Regions from separate parts of the Mus musculus genome. Here region 1 is linked to region 2. Evidence: chromatin contacts called from public HiChIP or PLAC-seq data. All regions are on one chromosome and are shown on one strand. The core of a region is the stretch at or near the end of the contact, and the rest is flanking DNA. Distances in the headings are between cores, read along the strand shown. Region 1 overlaps Tmem108 (transmembrane protein 108). Region 2 overlaps Tmem108 (transmembrane protein 108).

Region 1 (7,818 bases), core at 652-3,151, 79 kb before region 2:
GATAACACGTGGGGACAGGAAGAAAGGGCGCATGAGGCCAGCACCTGGGTATGATGATCTCAGAAGGCCATACACCAACCATTGTGTAGACAGACGGTACTTGCCCAGTTCTTCAGTTCAGTCCTTGTTTCGAATGGAGGCTTCTTTATGATGTAGAAATATGTAGGTCTGTGTTTCTGTCTCTCTCTGTCTGTCTGTCTATCTGTCTCTGTCTCTCTGTCTCTCTTTCTCTCTGTCTCTCTCTGTGTATCTCTCTTTCTCTCTGTGTCTCTGTCTCTCTGTCTCTCTTTCTCTCAGTGTCTCTTTCTCTCTGTGTCTCTTTCTCTCTGTGTCTTTTGTCTGTGTCTCTTTCTCTCCGTGTCTCTATCTCTCTTTCTCTCAGTGTCTCTGTGTCTCTGTCTCTCTTTCTCTCAGTGTCTCTCTCTTTCTCTCTGTGTCTCTGTCTCTTTCTGTGTCTCTTGTTCTCTTTCTCCCCCTACTCCTGCCTGCACTCACAGACACACATCCCATTCTATGCTGATGGCTGTATTCATACTTCTTGGTACAAATGGGCAGATTTCACTAGGGTGAAGTGAAGGCATACTTACAGATCCACCAGATGGGCAGGAGGCATCTGGTGTCTTGTGTTTGGGACACCCAGATTCTCATTTCCTGCCAGCTGTCAGCAGGGTCATTCTCCTCTCGAAGCTGCCCACATTCCTTGGATTGCTTTCCCTCCTCCATCTGCCCAGCCTGCAGTGGTAGGCTAAGTTCCTGTCATGCTTTTAGTCTCACCCGCTCTCCTCCTGCTGCCGCCTCCTGGATTCCCTCCCTTCATGCATCTGTAATTTTGCTTTTAGGACTCAGATAATGGTGTTGGGACACACACACCCCTGACAATGTTACTGTCTCAAACATCAACTCATTCTTAGCTTTAACTGTCTACAAAGGTCCTTTACAGCTGCATCTGTATTAAGTAGTTGACTTAACAGAACACACAAGTGTGTGTGTGTGTGTGTGTGTGTGTATGTTTTGAATTTTAGCATCATTGGCCAATGAGATGGCTCCGTGGGTAGTACCTGTGGCCAAGGGTGCAACACAAGTTTGATCCCCAAGACCCACATGGTAGAAAGAGAGAACTGAGCCTTGGATGTTGTCCTATGACCTCCATGTACCATAGCATGTGTGAACCCCAACTCAATAAATAAATATTAAAACATTAAGAAGTCTGTTTTTACACAGTTACTCTGTGTTTTACACAGAGTGTTTTAACTGTTTTACACAGTTACCTAAGAAAACAAATGTTTTCTTCTTAGGTAGAAGAAAAAGCTGGGCAGGCAGGCATTTGTTTAAAAAAAAAATCATTTAGACTAGAGCCTTTGGCTTTTAGTACTTAAGAACTTTTGAGAATATTAATCTGTTTTCTCTGCCACGAACTTCAGGTGCTTTGGGTACATGAGAAAGAAGTCAGCCTTCTCTGTGTGTGTTGTTCATGGACAGTGTGGGCGTCAGGGGAGTTCTTTCTCTGGGGAGGAGTTGAAGGTGAAGTTGCTTCTGAAGGCTGGGCATTCCATTAGTCAAATCTTTACTGTCTATTCTCAGTGTTCTGAAGAGTCTGCCCTTCAGGGGTGACTGCCGGCCGGGTAAACCAATGTGGAATTTGCAAAGGACGCATAAGGATACACCCGGTGTAGTCAGAGACCAGACTGAAAAGCTTGGGCTCTCCATCCACACAGCTTCATAAACATTCATGCAGGAGAACAGGTGTTCTTCCTGCGAAGTCGTTTACGGAATCACAACGTACGAAGTACTTCCCTTTACGGGGTTTCGTCTGGTTCTCACAGTGACGTCTTGTGGTCAGGACTAGAGTAGCTGTGGTACAGATGTGAGAGCTAAGACCAAGGCTTGGAGGAAACCAAATTCCAGTGCTGCAGCAGCAGGGACTGAGGCCACTCTCGACAGCTCTCACGCTGGGGAGAGGAGAGGCACACCTACTAAGAAAGCAACATGGCAGAACTACAAGCATCAGTGTGGGCGCTCAGAACCCCACCTCTTGGTGGCCACACCCTTTTCTAGAGTCCTCCCCTGCTGAGTAGCATTGACCTTCTTGGCCAGTAGAGCAGTGCAGAAACCATGCTATATAATTGTAACTGGTTCACAGCAGGCATTACTACTTGTCTTGAAGACACTGACATATCCTCTCAGGGAATTCTTGGAAATTTTTTTCAAAGCAGAGGCCTACCTTTGGACAGCTGCAGCTCTGTACAGCATGGGAGACCCACTGGAGACCCTGAGCTGGAACCACTCATTTCAACCGCCCTCAGCTCCCTCCGCCAGAGCCTCTGGGTCACACAGTCAGGGTTTATTCTTTAAAGTCACAAAACTGTGGCCTGATTTATTTCACACTAAGTCAATGGCTAATGCAGTGTGGACTGTGGGCAGTCTTATTTAAATAGTGTTGAACTGATGGCTAAAATCACAAGCCTGCCTGCCTAGGAGCTGTGTGTTTTATTCTGTAGGTATGAAGAGGCACTGAGAGCTTTACAGCAGTAGAGTGCTTAGAAAAATAGACCCCTGGAGAGGCTCTTGCTTCTGGAGTGTTTACAGGTGTCCCACATTCCATGTGATTTGAATCTGGAGAGCCATCCCTGAGGAATTAAACTCTTCCCTCCCAACCCCCAATACTGAGTATTTCTTTCCTACTTTGCCAGAAAACCTTAATGTATATATTGACTTTTTTTTTTTTTTTGCAGTTCCAGGAATCATATTTTATCTTTCTCTGAGTTGTGTAGAGTGACCTAGTGTCAGCATTCAGACAGGGCCGCCATGAGTGTATAAGATCAGGTGATGTTTCTAGCAGGATGTGATGGTACACAGGGCTCTAATCCTAATCTCAGCACTTGAGAGGTGAAGACAGAGGCATTGCAGGTTGGAGTTTAGCCTGGACCATATAGAGCAATCCTGTGTTTAACTGACAGAATAAACTAAGAACTAATAACTCTCACAGGAGTGCCCAAAAGAGATCCGAGGTTACCACCAGGACAGAGCACCAATGGCGAGTGAGTCTGTGATGGTCAGATTTCAGTCAGGCCCATACATTACAGGGACAGTATGTAGCAGGAGACTCGGATCTGAAGGTCTCTCCACTCCTTATGCAGAGCCCAGCTGTGAAAGGGTGGGGATTATATTGCCAGCGAGACCTCAACGTCACATTGCTTGCCAAAAGAGTGATGGGTCCTGATTTAGTAAGGTGTTTAGGAGAGCTCCTGTGAGCACTTTAGGCTTGGAAGGCTCCTCCAGAACTCTGTCAGCAAACAGCTATAGTTTCTAAGGCTCGGCTGTTTCGCAAGAGTGGATGGGTGGAGGGCATGCTTTCCTTGTTAGTGAAGGGAAATTTGAAGTCTGGGGAAAGTGGCCTAAGGAGGCCATATAGCTTTTATATTCTGCTTGACCCTCCTAAGGGCTGATGATTGACAGGAACTTTGTCTCTGAACACAACCTTGCTATGTCATGGGGGCAGATCACAGACTCTCAAACCTGACTGACTCCACCTGGACCTCACAGACAGAGCAGAACAGAGGAAAGCACGTTGGTTGAGCATCTAGGTAGGAAAGTGCTAGCTCTTACTAGACCAAGAGAGCTGTCTGATCTTGGCAAGTCTTGGAATTTCCCATTGGATTCCTATTAAATGAGGAAGAGTTGGTGGGGCAGGGGTCTTTGAAGATACATTCTTGTTAGGGCTAGACATGTGATATTGTAACATCTTCATCAAAACTGAGGTGGCCTGAATCTCTGGAGTGACAGGCTGACGCCATCTTTAAGGATAGGACAGATGTGAGAGACAAGCATGACCCTTGGAGGCTTTATGCTCTGCTCTTAGGCACAGTAAATATTTGTTTGCTAACTTCTGTCCAGAGTCTCTGTGAAGGCATTTATTTTTGTCATTGTAAGATGTTTTTAATTTCCAAGAAATTGAAGAATTGTAGGGAAATAAAGTTAGAAAGGCTGCCCTCGAGTGGATTCATAGTGCACAAATAATTAAATCTGTGCTGTAGACATTGTTTGGTGGGCCTTATGTTCTTAATAATTGAAATTTTAATAAATTATGATGGATAGTGTTGTTGCACTTGGCAGGAACTGCAACTTCTGCCTAATGATCACAGGAATGCTTTGTTCTGATAGAACTTCAACTTGTGTGTGTGCCTCTGTGTGCACGCATGCACATGCACGTGTGCACAGGAGTGCCTGAATATGCATGCACACACCTACAAATGTGCACATGTAGTCTTTGGCAATTGCAGTTTGTACTTATTATAGGTTTTCTTTTCAGGATTGGTAAGTGGAGACAGGAACTTTATAGACCCCTGACACCCACTAATTAATCATGCCTTCTGTATTTTATCTTCTGCCGTAATTTCTTTCTTTTATTTTTTTAACCATGCTTAACTAGTTTGTCTGGATTGTTTTTCTTCCTGTCTTTTTCTTCCTTCCAATCAGATAGCCATGTAAAGAAGTTCCTGAGAAGGAAGAACCTGAAGAGGCCAAGATATCATAATGGAATATCACACTCTATGGGGCTTAAGAGGTGACTCAGAGACTAAGACCTTCACTGCTCTCACAGAGGGCACAAGTTTGGTTCCTAGCACCCATGTGGGGCCACTCACATCCACTCACATCCACTCACCCGTAACTCCAGCTCCAGGGACTGCACTCTACCGCCCTCTTCTGACCTCCACAGTCACCTGCACTCACAAATCCATGCGTGCTCATAGTTGTTAAAGATATAAAATGAATCTTAAAAAAATAAAAAACAAACAAACAAAAAAAAAAACCCTGTGCCATCTAAGATGATGTAGGGATGAGGTTGGGAAGGGAAGTGGTCACCAGGAATAGTCGCTGTTTGAGAATGTAGCTACAACTTCTGAGACCAAGCAGATACCATGACAACAAGGAAAAAGCCCTACATATTTGAAGGGAAGTGTTTCTCCCCAGTCTGCCCACCATGGGCCTTGTTTCCACCCTCAACTGCGCTGGTTTATTTTCTGAGGATTATAGCCTCTGCTGCTGTCCATCCATCAGTTACACATCCATTGATAGGCGTGCTTGGGATGTTTTCTGGATTGGGAACTGGTCGGTACCCCCAGGGGACTGAAGCAATGCTCAGTTGCTGGATCATCCGCATCTGATGGTGTGACACCAGAGGATGGTGTGAACTGTGGCCCAGCAGGGCCTGAAGGACCCTAGGATTCTTTAATTAAAGGAGACCTTTTCTAAACTCTGTCTGAGTACAGATGTTGGGGTAAGGCTCTGCCTCCTGAGCAGAATTATGACAGCCCAGTTGTCCTCGGAGTTCCTGACTTAGGAAGTGTGCCTCAGAGCCCCCAGAATTTGTCCTACCAAACATTCCTGGGTGAGACCAATGCCTCAGGTCTAGGAAACATATTTTTGATAAACTCTTGTTAAGGTATCTCACAGGGTGGAAGGATTTGAAATCAGGCCGTAGACCTTTCTCACTTCTCTGGCTTGGCTGCCCAGCTTGGCTCTGATTTCCTGACGAGTAGGTCTGGGATCATGGCACGTGGAACTGGGATCATGAACACATACATGGAGCTGGGATCGTGGACACGTGGAGCTGGGATCATGGATACGTGCTCATTCCTTGCTCATCTGATGCATAGTCCCCAGATAATTAAGATCGTCTGAGCTTTGGGATGGCACTGCAGTCTGACTTTCCAAATATAAGGTAAAGCTGTGTATATATTGGGCAGAATATGTGATCCTCTTACCACTGGGCCAATCTCCATCTTGAGGTCAGGATCTTAGCAGGGAGCAGTCTCATGTTTACATTGGGGAGATTGAAACTCAGAGTTTAAATGATTTGTTCACAATGTACAGGAAGCAGCAGTGCTGGTGTTTGAACCCAGGACTCTGGCTGTAGCGCCTGACTTTCCTTGTCTGCGTCTTTACCCTGATTCCTTTTGAGCTGAAGAGTCTCCCACCGTCTCTCCTCATTACCAAGATTCTCCTTGGTTAGCATTTGAGTTCGGGCATCCGTATCTGGGAATGTATTCATTCTATGTATATGTGTACACACATTCTCTTGCTTCATTTTTAATATTTTGCATTTATTTTTATCTGGCTCTACACTGTGTGTCTCTAAGTGGCCAGCACTGTGTTGGGAACAGGGAACAGGATGCAAATATTTTAAGCATGGTAAATACATACACATGGATTATTCACCCACTGGTGTTTTCTTCTATACTTTCTAGAAGAGTTTCTTAAATTTTTTCCAATGTAACTCCTTTGCATCACCCTAAAAGATTTTTATAACCCAGGGAGCTATAAGTATATAAAGTAGGTACACAGATATTTACTAATAACTCATAAAAAAACTTATTTTGAAACAATTCTTTGGTATAAATATTATTTTGCTATTTGTTAAGGAAAGAAAATTTGCATACTAGTGATGGGTGGGTGTGCTATTTATTTTTACCTAAGAATTAAATCTTGGGGGCTGGAGAAATGGCCTAATGGGTAAAGACTTGTCACACAGGCATTAAGGATCAGAGTCTGGACCCCCAGCACCCTGGCAATGCTGAGTGAGCAGGGTGGCTTTCCTCTGATCCCAGGACTCAAGGCAATCCAGAGACACGCTAATTTGATACATGTTGAGGAGTGATACAGTATTTAAGAATTAAAATACTGTTAGTTAGAGTTGTTTTTTTCTGTGATGAAACAGGAGGACCAAAAGCTACTTGGGGAGAAGAGGGTTTGTTTTTAGCTATAATTCCATCTCATTGTTCACCCTCAAAAGTCAGGGCAATCAAAGCAGAAACAGACAGAGCCACGAACTGATGCAGAAGCTGTGGAGGAGGGCCGCCTACTGGCTTGCCCAGCCTGCTTTCAAACAACTCGGGAGGAACACTGCCCAGGGGGTGCCACCACTTACTTTGGGGTGGGCCCTTCCACATGGTTCACTAAATAAGAAAAAGACCTATAATCTTACCTAGCTACAGCCCAGTCTTATGGAAGCAGTTTCTCAATTGAGACTCCCACCTCTCAGGCCACTAACTTGTGTCAAGTTGACATAAATACCAGCCAGGAAAATACAACCAAAACACTGCAGTTCATCGCATACAGTGGCCTTAATGTGACCTGTGTTGTTTCAGACATTGTTCTTGGGCATCGGGTGTTACGACAGCCTGAGCAGTACAAACTGCTTCCTGCGCGTGCACGGCTAAGGCTGCAGTGAAGCTGTGTGATCCCGCACAGATGGGTGCTCCCATAAATACCTCCGATTCGGTATGCGTTCGATTTTGAATTAATTTTTGGCTATTGCACATCCGGAAACGTTTTAATGTTGCAGAGAGTCTATCAAAGTCAGAACTGTCCAGTACCTCAGGGCTCCAGTAGGAGGCAGAACAGCTTCCAGGAGCGAGTGTATAAATCGGCTTCGCACTTGAAAGTAAATCCTTGCAGCCATTGCAGCCATCGGGGAGGAACTGGAGACTAGATCGCAGAACATAGCCTCTCTTTCTACTAACTGGCATTCCTGTTCTTGGAAAACACCATGCTGTACAAAGCTGTGCAGAGCAAAGCGTAGGTGTGTGTGTGTGTGGGGGGGGGGGTGGTATGAACAGGGGACAGGGGCTGGTGCCATAGCGTTCAGCAACTTACAGAGAATTAAAGGTTGTAAGGGTCTGGGAAGTCTTCATCAGTGATATGGCTACTGGTACATCACGCCCATGCTCATACAGGCAGTTCTAACCAAATGCAGTGCGGCACGCGCACACACTCACACACACAAATAAAAAGGCATTAAGAAGGAGGAAGATGAAG
Region 2 (6,721 bases), core at 1,808-4,307:
AATTTCCCTTTGTCACCTGCAGCTGTAGAAAGGCACCCAGATAGGTGAGTGATGGGGTCCAAAAATATAATCAGGCTTGGTACTGACTAGCCAGAAGAAATGAGATGGGCATGTTTTTCCAAACATGCTTTTACATAAAATTGAGTTTATTATTATTAAAGTGTATAGTGGTAAAGTATAAATATTAGATGGACTCATTTATAAAATTTAATTCCATATTTTATGAAATACAAATGCTTAGGAGGCATAGGAATAGTGGTTTTTGAATCATACCAACTTCTAATATAACCCCTCCTCTTTACACATGAATGAATGAATAAGTGATCTCACTGGACACTTGCTTGAAGTTTTATAATGTATTTATGACAATTTTGCTGAAGTTTCTATATTTATTAATCTTAATTTTCCAAATCGAACGTCATCTGTAGTGATCAGACCCATTCCAACAGGTTCCTTAATGTCTAAATTTTTCAACAACAAGAAGGAAATCCTGTGATTTAATTTTTTCTTTTTCAGTCAACCAGAGAAACTAATTTGTTTTCCCCAGGTTTGTCCATTCCTTCTGGCTCAGAGTCTGATCAGCTGAGTGAAAGACACCATAGTTGGAGCCAGCTGTCTTCCTCTTGGGGAGCAGTTGTCTTAGGTTAATACACCTGCTTCCAGGAACCAGAAAGATTGCGAGAGCCAGAGGGTCAGGGGCCTCACTGTGAGAGTGTGTCTTCTCTTAGCATCAGAAGCTAATGTTGAGGTTTGATCTGCTGCTCTCTGTATTGTAATGTTAGAGTTTATATTCAAAGGTCTAGGCCTGCAAGTGAGTTTTCATGTTTGCAAGCTTTTGTTGAACAAACTTTGCTTTTTTTTTTTTTTTTAATTTAAAGCTATTGGTTAAATAAAATTGGCTATAGCCAGTTATTGGAGGGATTAGCGGGAGGTGGGTTTGGAGTGACCTGGTTGGAGGAGAGAGATGGAGGAGGAGGAAGAGGAGGAGGAGGAGGAGGAGGAGGAGGAGGAGGAAGAGGAAGAAAGATAGAGAGAGGAAGCCGCCATGAAAGGAGATGGACAATGAGCTGGTGCCCAGGAGATAAAGTAAGTATCTGGGGTCCACCGCCAGGCCAGCAGTTAGAAGAGTAGATTAGGGGTTACCCCATACAGTAATTGTCAAAGCCAAATAAGATCACCATAGTCTGAGTCTCATTTATTCGGAAGCTAGTCAGGGATAACAAGATGGATGTACTCCAGCTAACTCATCAAAGCTCAGCAGTGACTGCTCAGCCGTGAGCTCAACAAGGAGCACACAGCAAACTCGATGGGGAGAAGCCCACAAGGCCTCAGTCCTACTCAAGGAACCCCAGGCGACGGAGTAAAGCTGGCCCGGAGAAGGGGCCTCAGGGAAGAACACGAGAATCAGTGTCCTCTGCAAACGGCCAGCCCTGAACACGCACACAAGTAACGTTATATGGATTTAACAGGTTATATCTAGCAGTTATTATTGCATATGTGTGTATACATATACATATATACATTACATATATATGTATATATATATATGTGTGTGTGTGTGTATATGTGTGTATGTATGTATGTGTGTGTGTGTATATATATAGAGAGAGAGACAGACAGACAGACCAAGAATTTATAGAAAAGCAGGAGAGATGTATAGGAGGGTTTGCAGTGGGGAAAGGAAAAGGGGAAAATATGATTAAAATAACAATCCCAAAAAGAAAAAGAAAAAAGAAACCTGTGTTCGAGTTACAAACTTGTCATCATGAAATTATATCTTCTCGAATCCTATTCAATATAGCCAAGATAGTAAGCACTTGGTGTTGGGTTATGGGGCTTGTATGGGTGCTACGCACCTGAATGCAGTATACTCTGATATAGTAAGATATAGTATCTGACCCCAGGACACAAAATGTTTGAGAGAGTGAAGGAGCAGAGAGAGGGAGAGAGGGAGAGAGGGAGAGGCAGAGGCAGAGGCAGAGGCAGAGAGAGAGAGAGAGAAAGTATAAGGGAGGTCTTTTAAACTATTGATCAACTGTGTAATTCACATATGATCTTAAATCTGTAAAGAACAAATTTGAACGTTTAAATCTTTTATGATGTGCACGGAATAGCAACCAAAGCAATCGTAATAAGAAAACCAATTACAGTTACCTCTTTGTAATTAATAAGATGTCCCCACGTGGGTTACTTAATTCAATACTTGCCGTGAGTGGTCCCTGAACAATGATAGTAAGCACACTTTTACAGCTAAACAAAACTGAGGCTGACAAAAATTAAGTGATCTGTGTAATTCTGTCACTCTAGGAGGAAGACTTGGAACAAAATTCAAAACCTCATTTTTGCAGCCTACTCTTTTTCCACTCCAGTTACGGGTTCTCTTCTGAGCATCCCTTACTAGCATACACACTACCTGATGTATGGGATTCAGCACAGCTGTCTTCTTCACCTAGGACTCTGTCAACCCATCAGGACAAAGCCCTTCCTCTTCTCACCAGCAGAGCACTCTGTGTCTCTGATGGTTTGACACGGAGTCTCATTATAACCTTGACTGGCCTAGAATTCACTCTATAGACTAAGTTGGCCTCAAACTCGGAGCAGCCCTCCTGTGTGTCCACTCTTCAAATACTAGGATTACAGATGTGTAATACCTAGCTGGTATGTTTCTTAGCAGGAATTTCTTCAGGAATTAATGGTGCTTCAGGAATCTCTTCCATGATACTTGCAGTATGGGATGAGTCAGTGGAAGGCCTCAGAACTGTCAGCTAAGAGGAGAAAGGATCACAGTTACAAGATGAGACCGAGCTTTAAACCACAGACACAGTGCATGGCTGACCATGACAAACATACCTGTTGCCCAGTAGTCCTCTCTCCACTTTCATTGCTTTAGTTTCTTTCTCTAGGGCGTTCTCTCACAGACCACAGTAGCTCTGGAGTTGGCAGATGGAAATGACCCATGCTGTCCTTTGCTCCCTGATTGCAGTGGTAAAGGAATGTCTCCTTTGTTCCTTCTGCCTCTCGAGGGTCCAGCAGCTACGTTGGCAGCTGGTTGGTTATTGGCCTAATCTCTCTCCTTTGACAGATTATCTTCTCACTGTTTGCTGTCCTCCCCTCTCTCTGTTTCCCTAGTGTTTAGTGAGGATGACAGTTCAGTTCTTGCAGGAGACAATAGTGGCTGTCTTGATTGTTGATTCTTGATGCAATCCCAGTAGGTGTGCGTTTCTTTTCTCAGTGGTCAGAAGACAGCGTTCATTTGAGTAGGATTCCCACAGAGCCTTTTATCACCCCGTGGCCTATGTGCTTGGAACTTACTGTGTATTAAATTACTAATCAAAATGGAAACCAGCTAGCAAGATAATTAGAAAACACAAAAACGGTTCCTGTCCACGATGCGAGGCTTCAGAAAAGGCCATGGCTGCATAGATTGATGTGTCTCTTTTGGAAAGTAATTTAGCCGCATGGATCATAAATTAACATATGTTTACTCCCTTTTTTTGTGATGTGGCAGTTTCCTTCTGGGAATCCATTCAAAGCAAGTCATTCTAAAGTTAGAGCTATCAATGCTGTGAGTGTCAGAGAGGGGATGTCGCTCAGTGGTGTTCCAGACAAGTGACAGGTTTACAAAATAAGCGTGTACCCTCCCCGAGTGAGAAGTGTGGATGGAGACCAGCATTCAGAACTCCTGCAGCGGATCTGGGGCCCAGGACCCTGGGGAGGCCCAGCAGCCTCCTCTGACCCAGGTCCTGGCATCCCTGTCACTGCAGGGTGGTGAGTTTATCACCATTTGATTGTTGTAAGCAGAAAGAGGAAAGCACAAGGTGACTGAAATTTACCTAGAGAGACCCAGTGGACGGACGTGTGTCTTCTCTACTGAAGGGAGGAACTAATAAGTTGACATTTGGATCAAATATACTTCCCGATTAATCAAGATTTGGATTTTGTTTGTAGGTGAAATTTGGAGAATGGGTAGTGCAAAATCAGCTAGTAATGTCTTCCATCGAAACCAATATATGCGTCCTAGCAGAAATAAAATAATGAAATCATGCTTGTTAATCCAGAACACATACATATGTATGCATGAGTGTGCGCACACACACACTATATAGATAGATATATGTATATGTATATGTACACACATACATACATACACACACACTCATGCATACATACATACACACATACATATACACATTTTATATACATACATGCATATGTGTGCATGTATATACATATGATATGTATGTATGTATATATATATACACATACATACAGATAATACAGTTACAGTGATCCAGCATGGACTACTAATGCATAACTACACTGGTTATGACTTGGTCAGAAAAATCAGAAACTTCTTCAGATAGGAGACATATTAATTTATGGAACTTCTCTACCCTGTGGAGAGCTGAGGGAGGGAGGTCAGGAAGGCCTCTGTCTTCATTTAGATCCTTTCAATGCAGAGCCTGAGGCCAGGATTAAGGGGCAAAGGACTTATTTGGAAGGTGAGCCCAGAGAACAGCAAGAGAATGAGCAAGAGGAGCAGCCAACAGAAAGATACGTTACTGAAGTTGTATCGGAGAGGTAGAAGTTGTCTTCTGTCGGGATCTGCTGGGAAGCATGAGGTACCTCCTAGCTTTGTCTTCACAAATTATAGCGGGTAGGAGGGTTGACCTGCCAAGTAATGCCCCAGAGATATTACCCTCATGTGTCTCTCAGCAGCACATGTAAGCCTGCTTAACTCTCGTGGCTCCTGCAGCTTTAGAGGAATCTTAAAACCCAGAGTGAAAATGTGTAGTTCACACTTGAGGTAGACAGCTGTAGGCCCAGTGGGAGCTAAAGCTCACGTGGAACTGTGTGGTTAGGGCTGAGATGAAAAGGAAAGAAAGCCTGAACCAGGACACAGAAGTATCTACCATAGAGTGTTTTAGAAAGCAGGGCATTGAAGCGCTGTAGAGGAGGGGCCACTAGCAGCCACGCCTCCAGGTCTCTGGTGGGCTCAAAGGAGCCTGAGCTAAGCCTTCCTTGTCTTGACTTGGACTTTCCTCAGCTGCTACAGGAGAATAATGTCTTTGCTCTGTTGCAGCTTTCCTAAGTCATGGAGATGTCCCCAGTTGTGAGACTCCAACAGAATCCTGATAGAAAGGTCCCTGGTAAATAACGCTTTCAGGTCTCATGGCCCTGAAGTATCATGGAAGCTCAGAAGGACGGGGTCAGACTAAGTAGCTGTCAATGATACCTGGTCCATCAGTATCTACTGAGGTCCTTATAAAAATGCCTTCAATAATGAAATCACCTGCATCTTGCCCCAGTGCAGGGGAAGGTTACAGGTGTGTTGGTGGCCAAAGCCATGACACTGATCCTAGGTAGATGGCAAACCCTGCAGCTGCTTAGTCCCATTGGCTTAGAGCCTGGGGTAGAAGCGCAGCACGTGATGCAGGACCTCATGGGAATCATACATGAAAACAGATGAACAGCAGGTGCTCCCAGAGGCTGCGTTTGTGCTCCCAGATGCTAAGAGGCTAGGATGCCCCTGGCTCCCATGATGCCTGAGGAAATATCCCCACTGGTAATAGAGGAACTGTGTGCCTGTTCCTGTTAGTAAGCAAGCTGCTTGACCATCAGGCCTTACCCATGGTGCAGAGACAGGAAAGGAGCTGCACTTAGGCCCTGTAGATGTCCAAGCAGTGCATAATATTTAGCCTTCATGACAAGCAGCATCCTCTTGTTTGAGGAGAAACAAACATGTACTTCTTTCTTTCTTTCTTTCGGCTCCCATTTCATCCTCTCATTTTGCAGTATAGCCTTCTTGTCTTTAAGACTTCTTGCCTTTCATAGCAAGCAAGGAACCTCAGGGCGTTACCTACCCCATAGGATCCGTTTTTGGTATGATGCCCCCTCCAAAAGAAATACAGAAACAGATTGGAAAATGCTTGAATAAATGAAAATGATTAGATGACCGTCACAGCCTGAGTGTATGCTCAGGCAAGGGAGGCGCATGTGCAGCCCAGGGAAGTTCTGAGCTCTTCTTTGCTCTTGGCTAATAAAATGGTTATTGTCCCTGGCCAAATGCCCATCAGTCACCTGACTCTTCCTCCCACCAGCCATGCTGTCTATGGATTCAATGCCACCTGGTCCCCAAATAAAAGATAAAATCTCTTCTTTAATTTCAAACTCATTTCTGGAGCCGTGCAACTAGATTCATTGTGGTAAGGAATCAGAGTGTGTTTAAAGTGAAACTACTTAAAATTTGGAGCTTGTATCCTTGGTTAAACTAGCTTCTGGTTTAAGTGGTCAGTAGCTGCCTGTGACTTGTAGCTACTGTCTTGGTCAATACAACTTCTGTAATATTTCTATGACCTCAGAAATTTTTACTGGACAGCCCCCTGCATCAGTCTTACAGCAAGTCACCCATGCATGTATTCAAACAGGCACCAAACACCCACTATGTTCCAGTATTCTGAGCATTAGATATCCCCCAGTTGGAGGGAGAGACAAAAACTGCCTACCATGTACATTTTGATTTAAAAGCCTGTGTCTAGATGTCAGTGTGTATCCGTGGATTAAGGACAGACAGCTGTGGCAAATAGATGACTTGTTTTCTAACTTCCTGGCACATGCCCAGTCTGACTTGGGTGTAATTAGTTGTGGCCATTGTTTGTTTTGTCCAGCTTATCGATCCCATGTTAGACACTGACTTGCACAGCAGAGATGGGTAATATGT

The links. HiChIP or PLAC-seq counts read pairs in DNA pulled down with a chosen protein or histone mark.
Region 1: a contact with region 2 is called in an H3K4me3 HiChIP or PLAC-seq map of the SCID.adh cell line, with 11 read pairs. The contact joins two enhancer-like sites. A contact is called at or near these places in 1 of 39 promoter capture datasets (hippocampal neurons), 2 of 15 datasets of contacts at CTCF or cohesin (large pre-B cells and pro-B cells), 33 of 484 Hi-C or Micro-C datasets (B cells, DN3 thymocytes, the HL-1 cell line and 18 more), 7 of 115 datasets of contacts at active chromatin or transcription factors (the SCID.adh cell line, embryonic stem cells, extraembryonic endoderm stem cells and 4 more) and 1 of 9 other capture datasets (adipose tissue).

What each region holds. Positions count from the first base shown.
Region 1 is chr9:103,702,779-103,710,596 of GRCm38.p6, reverse strand. The region is part of intron 2 of Tmem108 (transmembrane protein 108); the gene reads left to right. Among named protein-coding and RNA genes, the nearest start is that of Gm46129, 14 kb to the left of the region's middle. Within about 2 kb of position 1,901, at least 55 of the 459 cell types and tissues checked have an H3K27ac peak or open chromatin away from gene starts, as enhancers often do. A contact at or near this core is called in the SCID.adh cell line, where this site is marked.
Region 2 is chr9:103,625,702-103,632,422 of GRCm38.p6, reverse strand. All of the region lies in intron 2 of Tmem108 (transmembrane protein 108), which reads left to right. Among named protein-coding and RNA genes, the nearest start is that of Gm32682, 56 kb to the right of the region's middle. Within about 2 kb of position 3,057, at least 13 of the 459 cell types and tissues checked have an H3K27ac peak or open chromatin away from gene starts, as enhancers often do. A contact at or near this core is called in the SCID.adh cell line, where this site is marked.